Regions from separate parts of the Pan troglodytes genome. Here region 1 is linked to region 2. The links are chromatin contacts, called in public Hi-C maps. All regions are on one chromosome and are shown on one strand. The core of a region is the stretch at or near the end of the contact, and the rest is flanking DNA. Distances in the headings are between cores, read along the strand shown. Region 1 overlaps GGT5 (gamma-glutamyltransferase 5). Region 2 holds the start of SUSD2 (sushi domain containing 2).

What was found. A called contact is a pair of places that touch in the nucleus more often than the background predicts.
Region 1: a Hi-C map of induced pluripotent stem cells shows a contact between it and region 2, with 2.5 times the contacts expected there. The contact joins the enhancer-like site here to the promoter of SUSD2 in region 2. A contact is called at or near these places in 2 of 7 Hi-C or Micro-C datasets (induced pluripotent stem cells and stem cell-derived neural progenitor cells).

The regions. Positions count from the first base shown.
Region 1 is chr23:26,196,373-26,202,380 of NHGRI_mPanTro3-v2.0_pri, forward strand. It overlaps GGT5 (gamma-glutamyltransferase 5), which reads right to left. Exons shown (of 12, transcript NM_001280452.1): 4 at 5,501-5,696; 5 at 4,729-4,886; 6 at 4,062-4,208. Among named protein-coding and RNA genes, the nearest start is that of GGT5, 16 kb to the right of the region's middle. Within about 2 kb of position 3,714, at least 2 of the 24 cell types and tissues checked have an H3K27ac peak or open chromatin away from gene starts, as enhancers often do. A contact at or near this core is called in induced pluripotent stem cells, where this site is marked.
Region 2 is chr23:26,145,709-26,151,517 of NHGRI_mPanTro3-v2.0_pri, forward strand. SUSD2 (sushi domain containing 2) reads left to right here and starts at 3,841. Exons shown (of 15, transcript XM_016939814.4): 1 at 3,841-3,999; 2 at 5,461-5,671. The coding sequence starts at 3,924. CABIN1 (calcineurin binding protein 1) reads left to right here. Exons shown (of 36, transcript XM_063808363.1): 35 at 1-219; 36 at 455-1,030. The coding sequence ends at 598.

The DNA of each region.
Region 1 (6,008 bases), core at 2,464-4,963, 51 kb after region 2:
ATCTCCACCTCCTGGGTTGAAGTGATTCTCCCACCTCAGCCTCCCAAGTAGCTAGGACTTCAGGCGCAGGCCATCATGCCCGGCTAATTTTTGTATTTTTAGTAGAGATGGTGTTTTACTGTGTTGGCCAGGCTGGTCTCCAACTCCTGACCTCAAGTGATCCACCCTCCTTAGCCTCCAAAGTGCTGGGATTACATGCATGAGCCACCGCACCCGGCCTAAAGTACGTTAAAGATTTTGAGAGGAGGAGATGATCCTGGATTATCTAGATGTGCCCTGAATGTGACCACAGTGTCCTTGTAAGACAGACACACAGAGGAGAGGACACACAGCAGAGGAGAAACCAGTATGACCACGGAGACAGAGACTAGAGTGAGGCAGCCACAAGCCAATGAATGCTGGCAGCCACCGGAAGTGGGAAGAGGCTGTGAAAATTTTCAAAATAGAGCTGCAGCCAGCCACAGTGGCTCACACCTGTAGTCCCAGCACTTTGGGAGGCCGAGGCTGGTGGATCACCTGAGGTCAGGAGTTCAAGACCAGCCTGACCAACATGGTGAAACCCCATCTCTACAAAAATACAAAAATTATCCGGGCATGATGGTGGGTGCCTGTAATCCCAGCTACTAGGGAGGCTGAGGAGGGAGAATTGCTTGAACCCGGGAGGAGGAGGTTGCAGTGAGGCAGGATTGTGCCACTGCACTCCAGCCTAGTAAACAGAGCAAGACTCCGTCTCAAAAAAAAAAAAAAAACTCTGAAAAATAGAGCCAGGGAAAGGCCATGAAGACAGGACTCTCGTGCACAAGTGCCCCGTTCTCGGCTGGGTGCAGTGGCTCATGCCTGTAATCCCAAAACTTTGGGAGGCTGAGGTGAGAGGATTGCTTGAGTCCAGGAGGTTGAGGCTGCAGTGAGCCTTGACAGTGCCACTGCACTCCAGCCCAGGTGACAGAGCAAGACCCTGCCTCAAAAACACAACAGCTCACAACCTTACAAGAAGGCCATCACAATCTTACACAAAAAATACTTCTGCAAAGACATCTGCCCACGAGTGGCCTGTCCAGTGCCACCCTTATCACTTTTCCGTGCATCCTACTAGCCAAGGATGATCATTTCAAAACAGTTTTTTTTTTTTTTTTGAGACAGAGTCTCACTCTGTTGCCCAGGCTGGAGTGCAGTGGCGTGATCTCAGCTCACTGCAAGCTCTGTCTCCTGGGTTCACACCATTCTCCTGCCTCAGCCTCCCAAGCAACTGGGACTACAGGTGCCCACCACCACGCCTGGCTAATTTTTTGTATTTTTAGTAGAGACAGGGTTTCACTGTGTTAGGCAGGATGGTCTTGATCTCCTGACCTCGTGATCTGCCTGCCTTGGCCTCCCAAAGTGCTGGGATTACAGGCGTGAGCCACCATGCCAGGCCCGAAACAGTTATATACCAAAGCTAAGCTATGAGGACGCAAAGGAATAAAAATGATATAATGGGCCGGGCATGGTGGCTTATGCCTATAATCCCAACACTTTGGGAGGCCGAGGCAGATGGATCACCTGAGGTCAGGAGTTCGAGAGCAGTCTGGCCAACATGATGAAACCCTGTCTCTAATAATACAAAAATTAGCCGGGCATGGTGGCACACATGGGTAGTCCTAGCTACTCGGGAGGCTGAGGCAGGAGAATCGCTTGAACCGGGAGGCAGAGGTTGCAGTGAGCTGAGATCGTGCAATTGCACTCCACTCCAGCCTGGGTGACAAGAGCAAAACTCCATCTCCAAAAAAAAGAAGGAATGATATAATGGGGCCCAGCATGGTGGCTCACACCTGTAATCCCAGCAATTTGGGAGGCCAAGGCAGGCAGATCACCTGAGGTCAGGAGTTCAAGAGCAGCCTGGTCAACACGGTGAAACCCCATCTTTACTAATAATACAAAAAAAAAAAAAATTAGTTGTGGTGGCAGGCGCCTGTAATCCCAGCTACTTGGGAGGCTGAGGCAGGAAAATCGCTTGAACCCAGGAGGCAGAGTTTGTAGTGAACCGAGACGCACCATTGCACTCCAGCCTTGGCGACAGAACGAGACTCTGTCTCAGAGGAAAAGAAAAATGCTCTAATGGACTCTGGGAACTCAAGGGGAAGGGTGGGAGGGGAATGAGGGATAAAAGACTACACACTAGGTACAGTGTACACTGCTTGTGTGATGGGTGCATCAAGATCTCAGAAATCACCACTAAAGACCAGATGCGGTGGCTCATGCCAGTAATTCCAGCACTTTGGGAGGCTGAGGCAGGCAGATCACTTGAAGTCAGGAGTTTAAGACCAGCCTGGCCAACATGGTGAAACCCCATCTCTACTAAAAAAATAAAATTAAATAAATAAATAAATAAATTAATTAATTAATTAACCAGGCTTGGTAGCGTGCACCTGTAATCCCAGCTACTCAGGAGGCTGAGACTGGAGAATTGCTTGAACCTCAGAGGCAGAGGTTGCAGTGAGCTAAGATCATGCCACTGCTCTCCAGCCTGGGCCACAGAGTGAGATTCCATCTCAAAAAAAAAAAAAGAAAAAAAAAGAAATCACCACTAAATAACTTTTCCATGCAACCGAACACCACTTGTTCCCCAAAAACTAATGAAATAAAAATAAAATAGCCAGGCAGAGGTGGCTCACGCCTGGAATCCCAGCACTTTGGGAGGCTGAGGCAAGTGGATCAGTTAAGGTCAAGAGTTCAAGACCAGCCCGGCCAACATGGTGAAACCCCGTCTCTACTAAAAAGATAAAAATCATCTGGGCGCGGTGGCTCATGCCTGTAATCCCAGCACTTTGGGAGGCCGAGGTGGGCGGATCACCTGACATCAGAAGTTCAAGACCAGCCTGACCAATGTGGCAAAACCCCATCTCTACCAAAAATACAAAAATTAACTCGGTGTCGTGGCAAGCGCCTGTAATCCCAGCTACTTGGGAGGCTGAGGCAGGAGAATTGCTTGTACCTGGGAGGCAGAGGTTGCAGTGAGCTGAGATCGTGCCATTGCACTCTAGCCTGGGTGACAGATTGAGACTCTGTCTAAAAAGAAAAAAAAAAAAGGAAAAAAAGAAAAGATAAAAATCAGCGGCGTGTGGTGGCCCATGCCTGTAATCCCAGCTACTTGGGAGGCTGAGTCAGGAGAATTGCTTGAACCCAGGAAGCAGAGTTTGCAATGAACCGAGATTGTGCCACTGTGCTCTACCCTAGGCGACAGAGCAAGACACCGTCTCAATAATTAATAATAATAATAATAATAATGCAATGAAAAAAATAAAATGTACAATAAATTATCATTGATTGTAAACAAAAAAGTTATATAATCTTCCTCATTTTCTCTTTGAAAACTTTTGTCTTCCTTCACCTCCCTGAATACACACATAGTTTACCCTAGCATGGGTATTCCTACCGCGATGCCTACTCTGGAACAAACATCATTTTCTTTGAGAGCCTTGTTCTGTTTTTTATTTAGGTCAACAAGGCAAAGAACAGATTCTCCCCTGGAGCCCCCAACGGAATGCAGCCCTGTGGACACCTAGATATCGGGCTTCTGGCTTCCAGAACTGTGACAGGACACATTTCTGTTATTTTAAGCCACCAAGCTTGTGGTGATTTGTAATGGCAGACACAGGACACTAATATTAAGCCAGCGCAGGCAGCCCCAGGCCTCAGCACTGCCAGAACCCCCCTGCAGGCTGCCTTGGGCTAGGCTGGCTTCGCTCCCCCAGGTGCACGCCCCTGACAGGCAGCTCACCACCCACACAGCCCACCTGCTTCTGTGTCTGGGACTGGTCACCCAGTGGGAGGAGGACTCTGGACGAATGATATCACGCCCTTCAGCAAAGCCTCACGTATGTGTCGAGCTGGAGGCCAGCTCTAAAACCCACCATCCTGATTGGTTTCCACAGCTCTGTCTTCATATTGTGCATCTGTGAACCCGGTTTATGGAGGAGGAGGCTGAGCTGGGCCTTGGCTGGGCTTGGGCTTGGAGTCTGAGTTCCCGGGGGCCGGGGGTGCGGGGGAGGGGGTGGGCGCCAGGGCTCTGGGCAGGGCTTTACCTCTTAGCACGTTGAGGATAAAGCTGAGAATGGCACCCCCTGCAGGCGGCGGTGGTGAGTACAGGGTATAGTCCCCCAGGGGCACCTCCAGGGCGTCCACCACCTCGGGCTGGAACTTGGCCAGGTCCTGCAGCGTCAGCTGGCTCCCTGGGATGAGAAGGAGAGGGCTCCATGAACAGATGGGAAACTGAGGCAGGGAGGAATAGCCACTGCTGTCAGGTCACACAATGGGATTCCACTCATGCTTTTGCCTTGTGGACACAGGATGATGGTAGGTCTGTAGGCAGTGGCCTCAGGACTGGCCCCTTGGGGCCAGGCGTGGAGGGGTGGACAGAGACCAGAGGCAGGGAGGCTGGGGAAAGGAAAGGGAAGATGGGAGAGGGAGCTGGCTTATGAGAGCCTGTGAGAATGGTCAGCTCGGCTACCCAGACCTGCCGTGACCATCGGTAACGCCCCTCTGCTGGCCCTAACCCGCAGGCTCTGCTCTCTGAGGTCCTGGACCACAGGGGTCCTTGGGCCGGCAGAGCTAGGTGCATGGCCTCTCGGGGTCCCGGGCACCGCCTGCACTCCCTCAGGGCCTGGGAAGGAGCCTGCCCTCAACCCCCAGTGCCCAGAACTTGGCTCTTCCTCCAGCAGGGATGGGGTATGGAACCTCAGGGAGGCTGACCTTCCTTGGCAATGTCCTCCACCAGCATCTGGCCCAGCCTCCCCGTGTAGAAGACCTCCACGCCCTCTGTGGCCACGGTCTCCAGGGTGGTGGCCAGTGCAGGCCATGGGAGTGGGTCCTGAGGCCTCAGGGGTTCTGTCCCGTTGAAGAAGAGCTGGCTGGGGGGTGGGGGGAGCCTCAGGGTGGGGCCAGGTCCCAGAGGCAGCCACACTCTTCCGGGGCTCTCATGGGTGGAGTCCTCAGGACCCTACAGTGGGGGGCGCCCTGGCCCAGGGTCCCGAGGCACTGGGGTGGACACCGGGGAACTGATTCTCTAGGAGGTGGTGGGACTGACACCACTCACCCAGCTCATGGCCCTGGTCCAGGGAAGGCAAATTTCCCAGTGGGGCCTGGGTCCACCTAGGGCCTGTCATCTCACTCCTGGGAGGGCCTATCAGTGGGCTGGGTGGGGAGGGTGAGAGTGGCAGTTGAAGCCCTCCTGCCATGCCAGAGAGAGGGAGAAGGAGGCCGGGGCCCCAGGGCGGGTGGCAGAGCCCAAATCCACACCTTGGAGTCCTATCACTTGGGCAATAAACTCCCCGCAGCCTAACCGCAAGTTAGGCTCTGCCATGGGGAGCTGGAAGGGCCATGAAAAGTACTCTTTGTCCTGGCCAGCACCCCGAGGGTCAATCCTCCGGTGTAAGAGGGACTGAGGCAGAGCTGGGGTGTGGACTGGGCCCAGACAGGATATGGCCTTGAACCCAGGAACCCAGGGCCACCATGTGGGGCTCACCGCAGGGTTGACGCCTGCAAGGAAGGCCGCAGGAAGCTGTTGTGCAGGAAACGGCTGAGGACAGGGGCCACCACATGCCCCCCTCGGAGCAGCGCGATGGTGGGCTGGAACAGCTGCGCCCAGGGCAGGCGGCCATGGCGGCGGTGGGCCTCGGCATAGCCGCGGAGCTCCCCGGGCACCCCGATCCACTGGGCCCCTGCATGGCACATCCCAGCTCTCAACCCTGTGGCTTCCAGGCCTTCCCAGGTTTGCCATCACCCCTACATGTGGCCCCCCAGTTACAGCAGCCAGAGTGAGCTTTCTGGAGCCCACACCCGATCACGTCCCTCCCTGCTCAAATCACCTGTGGCTCCCCACAAAGTCCATGGCCAAGCCCAAGGGGCCCTGCACAAACTGGCCCCAGGAGCCCCACCCTGCCCCGCCAACCCATCTCCACTGAACCCTCCAGGCCTTTGTCCAGCCTGGTCCCTCTCCCTGGATCACCTCAGAGAGCCCGTTCCCAAGGGGG
Region 2 (5,809 bases), core at 2,591-5,090:
TCCAAGGCCCCCAGCAGTGGGAGTGCCCAGCCACCAGAGGGTCACCCAGGCAAGCCTGAGCCCAGCCGGGCTAAGTCCCGCCCCCTGCCCAACATGCCAAAGCTGGTCATCCCCTCCGCCGCCACCAAGTTCCCCCCTGAGATCACCGTCACGCCACCCACCCCAACCCTGCTCTCCCCCAAAGGCAGCATCTCGGAGGAGACCAAGCAGAAGCTGAAGGTGACCTCAGGGGCTGGGCTGGAGCCATGTGTGGGTGGGAGGCATAGGTTACAAAGGGGGCCTAGGGTGGGGGTGGGGGTGGCAGGAGGGCCTGGGGTGTGGGTGAGGATGGCATAGGGGCCTGGGGCAGGGGTGAGGGTGGGAGGGGGGCCTGGGGCAGGGGTGAAGGTGGCAGAGGGGCTTGGGGCAGAGCCCAGCCATCCTTGACCAGTGCCCCGCCCGGCCCTCTCCGCAGTCAGCCATCCTTTCTGCCCAGTCTGCTGCCAACGTGAGGAAGGAGAGCCTATGCCAGCCAGCCCTGGAGGTCCTGGAGACATCCAGCCAGGAGTCCTCGCTGGAGAGCGAGACAGACGAGGACGACGACTACATGGACATTTGAGGGGCCACTGCAGCCCCACCGCCACGCCCCAGGGGACCAGCCAGGCCTGGAATTTCCCCTGGGCAGGACCCTGGGCAGGACCAGAGGCCCACATGGATGCCACTCCCCACACAGCCCCCAGGCCTGCCCAGCCCACCTCCTCATGGCATCCTCCCTGTACCCAGGTCAGGCTGTCCACACCGCATGGGAGCCCAGAGGAGGAGGGGCCCGCCTTAGCCATGTGAAGGTGGATTGGTCGCCATCTGCACGCCAGGCGGCATCCTTTTCTATGAAGTGTTGACTTTGTAAATCTGCCCACACCCAGCTGGCCATATCCACCCCTCGACGCCGGGATGAGCCGGCTCTGCCTGTGTCACAGTGGAGGGGTCCTTTAGGGCCAGGCTCACCCCTCACCCTTTTTTTGGTTGCTTTTCTAATAAAGATGGAACAGTTGTCTTTGCCTCTTTGCTCACCTCTAGGGGGCAATCTGGCAGAGTCTCGGGCGGAGAGTTGCTGTCCCCAGGGATTCTGGGCCTTTACTGCCATAGTCCATAGGGCAGGGCCTAGCCCCCCTCCTTCTCCAGCATCTCAGGGACCAGCCAGGCAACCAAAGCAGCGGCTGGGGGTGCCCAGTGGGATAAGGAGAGAGCTGACTCGGGGCTGGGCCAGGCAGACGCCTCTAGTGCAGCTGGAGCCAGGCTTCAAAGGGGAGTTAGGTGCATCCCCAGAACGCACCTGGGTGCCAGTGGGTGGGAGGCTGTACGGTGGGAGGGCAGGCAGGGCTGGGGCAGCTGAGAGGCTGGGAGGAGGGGGCTGTCAGGGAGGGAAAGGGGGGATGGGGCCGGCAGGGAGGGTACTTAACTCCCATCACAGTCGCCCTAATGTGGCCAGTCACAGAATAGCTGGGCTCAGTGCAAGACATAAATATGAAGCTCCTTGATCAAAAAGGATTAAGGATTTTTTTTTTTTTTTTTTTTTTTTTTTTTGATATGGAGTCTCACTCTGTCTCCCAGGCTGGAATGCAGTGGCACGATCTGCAGTGGCATGATCTCAGCTCACTGCAACCTCCGCCTTCTGGATTCAAGCGATTCTCTTGCCTCAGCCTCCCGAGTAGCTGAGATCACAGGCACACGCCAACACGCCCGGCTAATTTTTGTATTTTTAGTATAGACGGAGTTTCACCATGTTGGCCAGGCTGGTTTTAAACTCCTGACCTCAAGTGATCCACCCACGTTGGCCTCCCAAAGTGCTGGGATTACAGGCCTGAGCCACCACCATGTCTGACCAAAAATGATTAAGGATTTTAAGGCAGGCCCTACAGAGCATTAAGCCCCTAAAGCTGGCACCCTTCACAACTCTCTTCCCCTCCCAGCACCGCAGGGGCCCTCCTGGCCCTGGGACCTCCCATGGAGCAGGCTCTCTGTCCAGGATGGAGATGGGGACCCTCCTCACTGCCCTGTGCCCCTCATGGGCTGGACATGCCCACCACCCAGGTGGAAAGGCGTAAAGGGCTGGGCACCGCCCTTTTGGAACCAGAGGCTTGGTGGCCCCAGATGGGTCTGGCTGAACCCGCCTTTCGGGGGGCTGAGATAAGCCAGCCCCAGTTACTCAGCTGACGCCCCCTCCCTGCAGGGCCTGGGGTATGGAGCTTCCCAGACTGCACACCTAGCCTCTACCGCACTTCCATTGTCTCCAGACACGCGCAGCAACGGTGCCCAGGCCAGAAACAGGAAGCAGCAGCTCTCCCTCCTCCAGTTCCCGGGAACTGTCTCAGCCGATCCCCCAGCACCCCTCCCTGGAGCCTCACCTACAGGAGGACGGACACCTCAGACCCTCCCCTGCACCCAGTGCTGTAGGGAGCAACTTCAGCCCTGGGCCTGGGATGAATGCCCTCGCCAGCCTGGGGCCAGGAGACAGGCTCTCCCTGGCTCAGCACCTGAGCGTCCACTTACAGGACACTCACCTGCAGAGGTGCCCTGAGCGCCATTGTGGGTTAAGGGACTTTCTCCCCTCTGGAAACAGTCCCTGAGAAGCTGAAGGTCTTGGGGGCCTCTCACCAAATGTCTTTGGGAGGTGGGAAGACATCAAATGCGGGTGTGGCTTCCCTGGAACAGCTCTGTGTGGGGACTCAGGAGCCAAGTCCCCCAGCACACGCCTCTAACACTTTCAGTAGGGGCCACCTCTCTGGAGCCACGGGTGGCTGCCAACACCCTGTGGTTCCCAGCAGGCACCACCCAGGCAAGAGAGAGAACAGGCCGGGGAACAATGGGCTGGCTTGGCCGCAAGCGCTGGGGCAGATCACAGACCAGATGGCCTAAGCTCATGCCCTGGGGCCAGCTCTGACTCCCTGCAAGTGTGGCAAGGGTCCCTTTTGGACACCTTGAGAAGCTGCAGCTGGGAGAGGACCACCCGCCTGTCTGGATGTCCAGCCCAGGTGGCAGGGCCCAAATGACCAGTCCCAGGCCGCAGCCCTTACCACCCGCCCTGGCTGCAGGAGCTCCCAGAAGCCACCAAGGGCCTGGCTTGGCCTTGCCTGTCTGCATCTGAGCTTCAGTTTCCTCATCTGCTCAAGAAGGGAGGTGAACACTGATTAAATTATGCAAACTCTGAGCGGCAGGATTAGGTGTGGCTGGGACAGCCAAGGCTTCCCTGGGTGGTGGCATCTCTGGAGCCCGGGGATGGGACCTGTCTCCCTTCTGGGCCCCCCGCTGGGCTTGGGTACCTTCTCTCCCCTTCCTCCTTCCTCCCTCCAGAGGGGACCCCTGCAGAGCTGCCTCCGCCCCAGGGCTCAGCCTGTGTCTGACCCAAACAGCTCCTGCCTCCCCCTGAGGATGAGTTGGGTGCACCTCCTTCCTGCAGGAAGATGAGGGCTAGAGATGGAGGTCAATGTCAGGGCCACAGAGTCTGGAATCCTCCCTGGAGCTAAAACAGCCCTGCCTTATTCACCCTGCGCATCCCATCCTCTGCTTCAGCCCCGCCCGGCTCGCCCTGCATGCAAGGCGGGGCTGGGACCCAGGGTCTGAGCTTCGGCCTCTGGACATCCGGCTCATCGCCTGCCAAAGGTCCTGCAGCTGGAGGCTCCGGCCTCCTCACCCTCCCACAGGGTCCCAGGGCCGACCCAGGCCTGCGGGCCAGGAATGTGCTAACGGGGCAACTTGGGCCTTGCTGGTCCACGCAGGCACCTGTGGACTTTGAGAGGGGACTGGGTGGGGAGGGGCGGGGAGGGGCGGGGCGGGGCGGTGCCGCAGAGTGCAGGGCGGGCGGGGCCAGGCCAGCAGGGAGTGAGCTTGTCTGGCCGCCTCGCCTCGGAGCCACTGCACTGCTGGCTGCAGACACAGGCTGCACCATGAAGCCAGCCCTCCTGCCCTGGGCCCTGCTGCTGCTGGCGACAGCCCCCGGCCCGGGCCCCGGACCCACAGCAGGTATGCCTCCCTGCCCTTCTGTGCCCCCGTCTGTCTGTCCATCTGTCTGCAGCCAGGCCTGGGCTGACATCCCTCTGGGCTCAGCCTCTGTCCATCTGTCAGGCCATCTGTGGCTGTGCTAGGGGTGATGGGAAGAAATTCTGAGGGTCCATGTGGAGGGGCAGCCCATGGGGATGGGAGGTCTGAGCCGGGCCCACCCTAAACCTGCTGGTAGCTAGGAGGGAGGCGGGGGAGACCAGCAGAGGCCTCCGCCTGTGTCCCCAGCCCTGACAGGGCGGGATCACGGAGGGGGAGCCAGGATTGTGGGTCCTCATCAGGGTGGGGCTGAATCCAGGAAAGTCTAGGGAAGGCCCCGAACTCCAGAACCAGGACACTGGCCCCAGGCTGCCCCCCGCCCCCCACCCCATTTCCCATCGACCCTCCTGCCACCACTTAGCTCACTTGCAAGCATCTCTCGGCCTCCTCCCCCGACCCCTGTGCGCCACCAAATCCTTGGCCAATACATATTTATTGTTGCTTTTAAGTGCCAGGCACTGCACTTGGTGAAGTGGGGCCAGCAGGGTGGCTCAGGCCCAGGCCTGGCCCTCGACTGGCCTCTTTTGATGGGGGACGGGGAAGGGCCAGGGAAGTGCGATTCCAGCCTGGGTGCATGCACCCGCCCCAGTCCCTCCCTGCAACCCTTCCTTCATGCCAGCCCCTGGAAATATGGCCTTGCCCACCGGTCTTATGGCCCACAGGAGAAGTTTTGGGCCCGGTGCCCACAGCCCCTTGTGGTGTGCACCCCCACTTCCCTTTCCCCACTGCTGGGACCCCTGCTTGAAATGTCCCTCCTCTCCCCAGAAAGGAGGGGAGCGGCCCTGGCCTTCTGCCCTGAGGGCAGAGCTGTCTTTGGGGTCTCAATTGCAGCCCCTGGGAGAGCGAGAAGTGTCACGTTCAGACCCTGCACCATTCCCTACCAGGCCTCAAATGAGACTCTTGGCAGCCATATCCCCCACCCCAGTCCAGGCAAGCAAGAGGGGTTCTTCTGCAGGCTTCAGGGCCCCCAGAAGGCGTGCTGACCACAGACACCCTGGGGAGCCAAGAGAGGTCGAGGGCTCTGGCTACCGTGGCCCACTGAGGACCCCTGCCTGTGGGATAGAGGACTTGGTGGCTGAAGGGCAGTCGTGCCCAGGGGCTTCTCCTGACCCGCAGGGCTGAGCGGATGCAGCTTTTTGCCTCTTCTCGCTGCATTCTAGCCTGTCAGTCAGGGCAACAGCCAGATGGTCTGTGCTAAGATTCATCCCATCCCCACGGGCCCTGTGGCTTTCTACCGTGTCCACGTGGTGGCCTGTGCAGTTCCTGGTCAGCATTCTCCTGGGGATGCTGCTGTCTAATGGGTTGTGGGAGAAACAGACAGGCCCTGCACATGGGGCAGCCAGTCCAGCACCCGCCGGGCCAGGCCCTCAGCATCCTCTCCTCCAGATGCCCAAGAGAGCTGCTCCATGCGCTGTGGCGCCCTGGACGGGCCATGTTCCTGCCACCCGACGTGCTCTGGCCTTGGCACCTGCTGCTTGGATTTCCGGGACTTCTGCCTGGAGATATTGCCCTACTCAGGCTCCATGATGGGCGGCAAGGACTTTGTGGTGCGGCACTTCAAGATGTCCAGCCCCACAGACGCCAGTGTGATCTGCAGGTTGGGAGGCCCAGGAGGCCGGGCACTGGGGCCCCACGCCCCCATCCCTGTGCATGCTGAGGGCTCAGACCCACTGACTGGCTGAGTGGAGCCCCTCGGACCCCGGACAGGCAGGAGGGCACAGGGACAGCTGGCTGG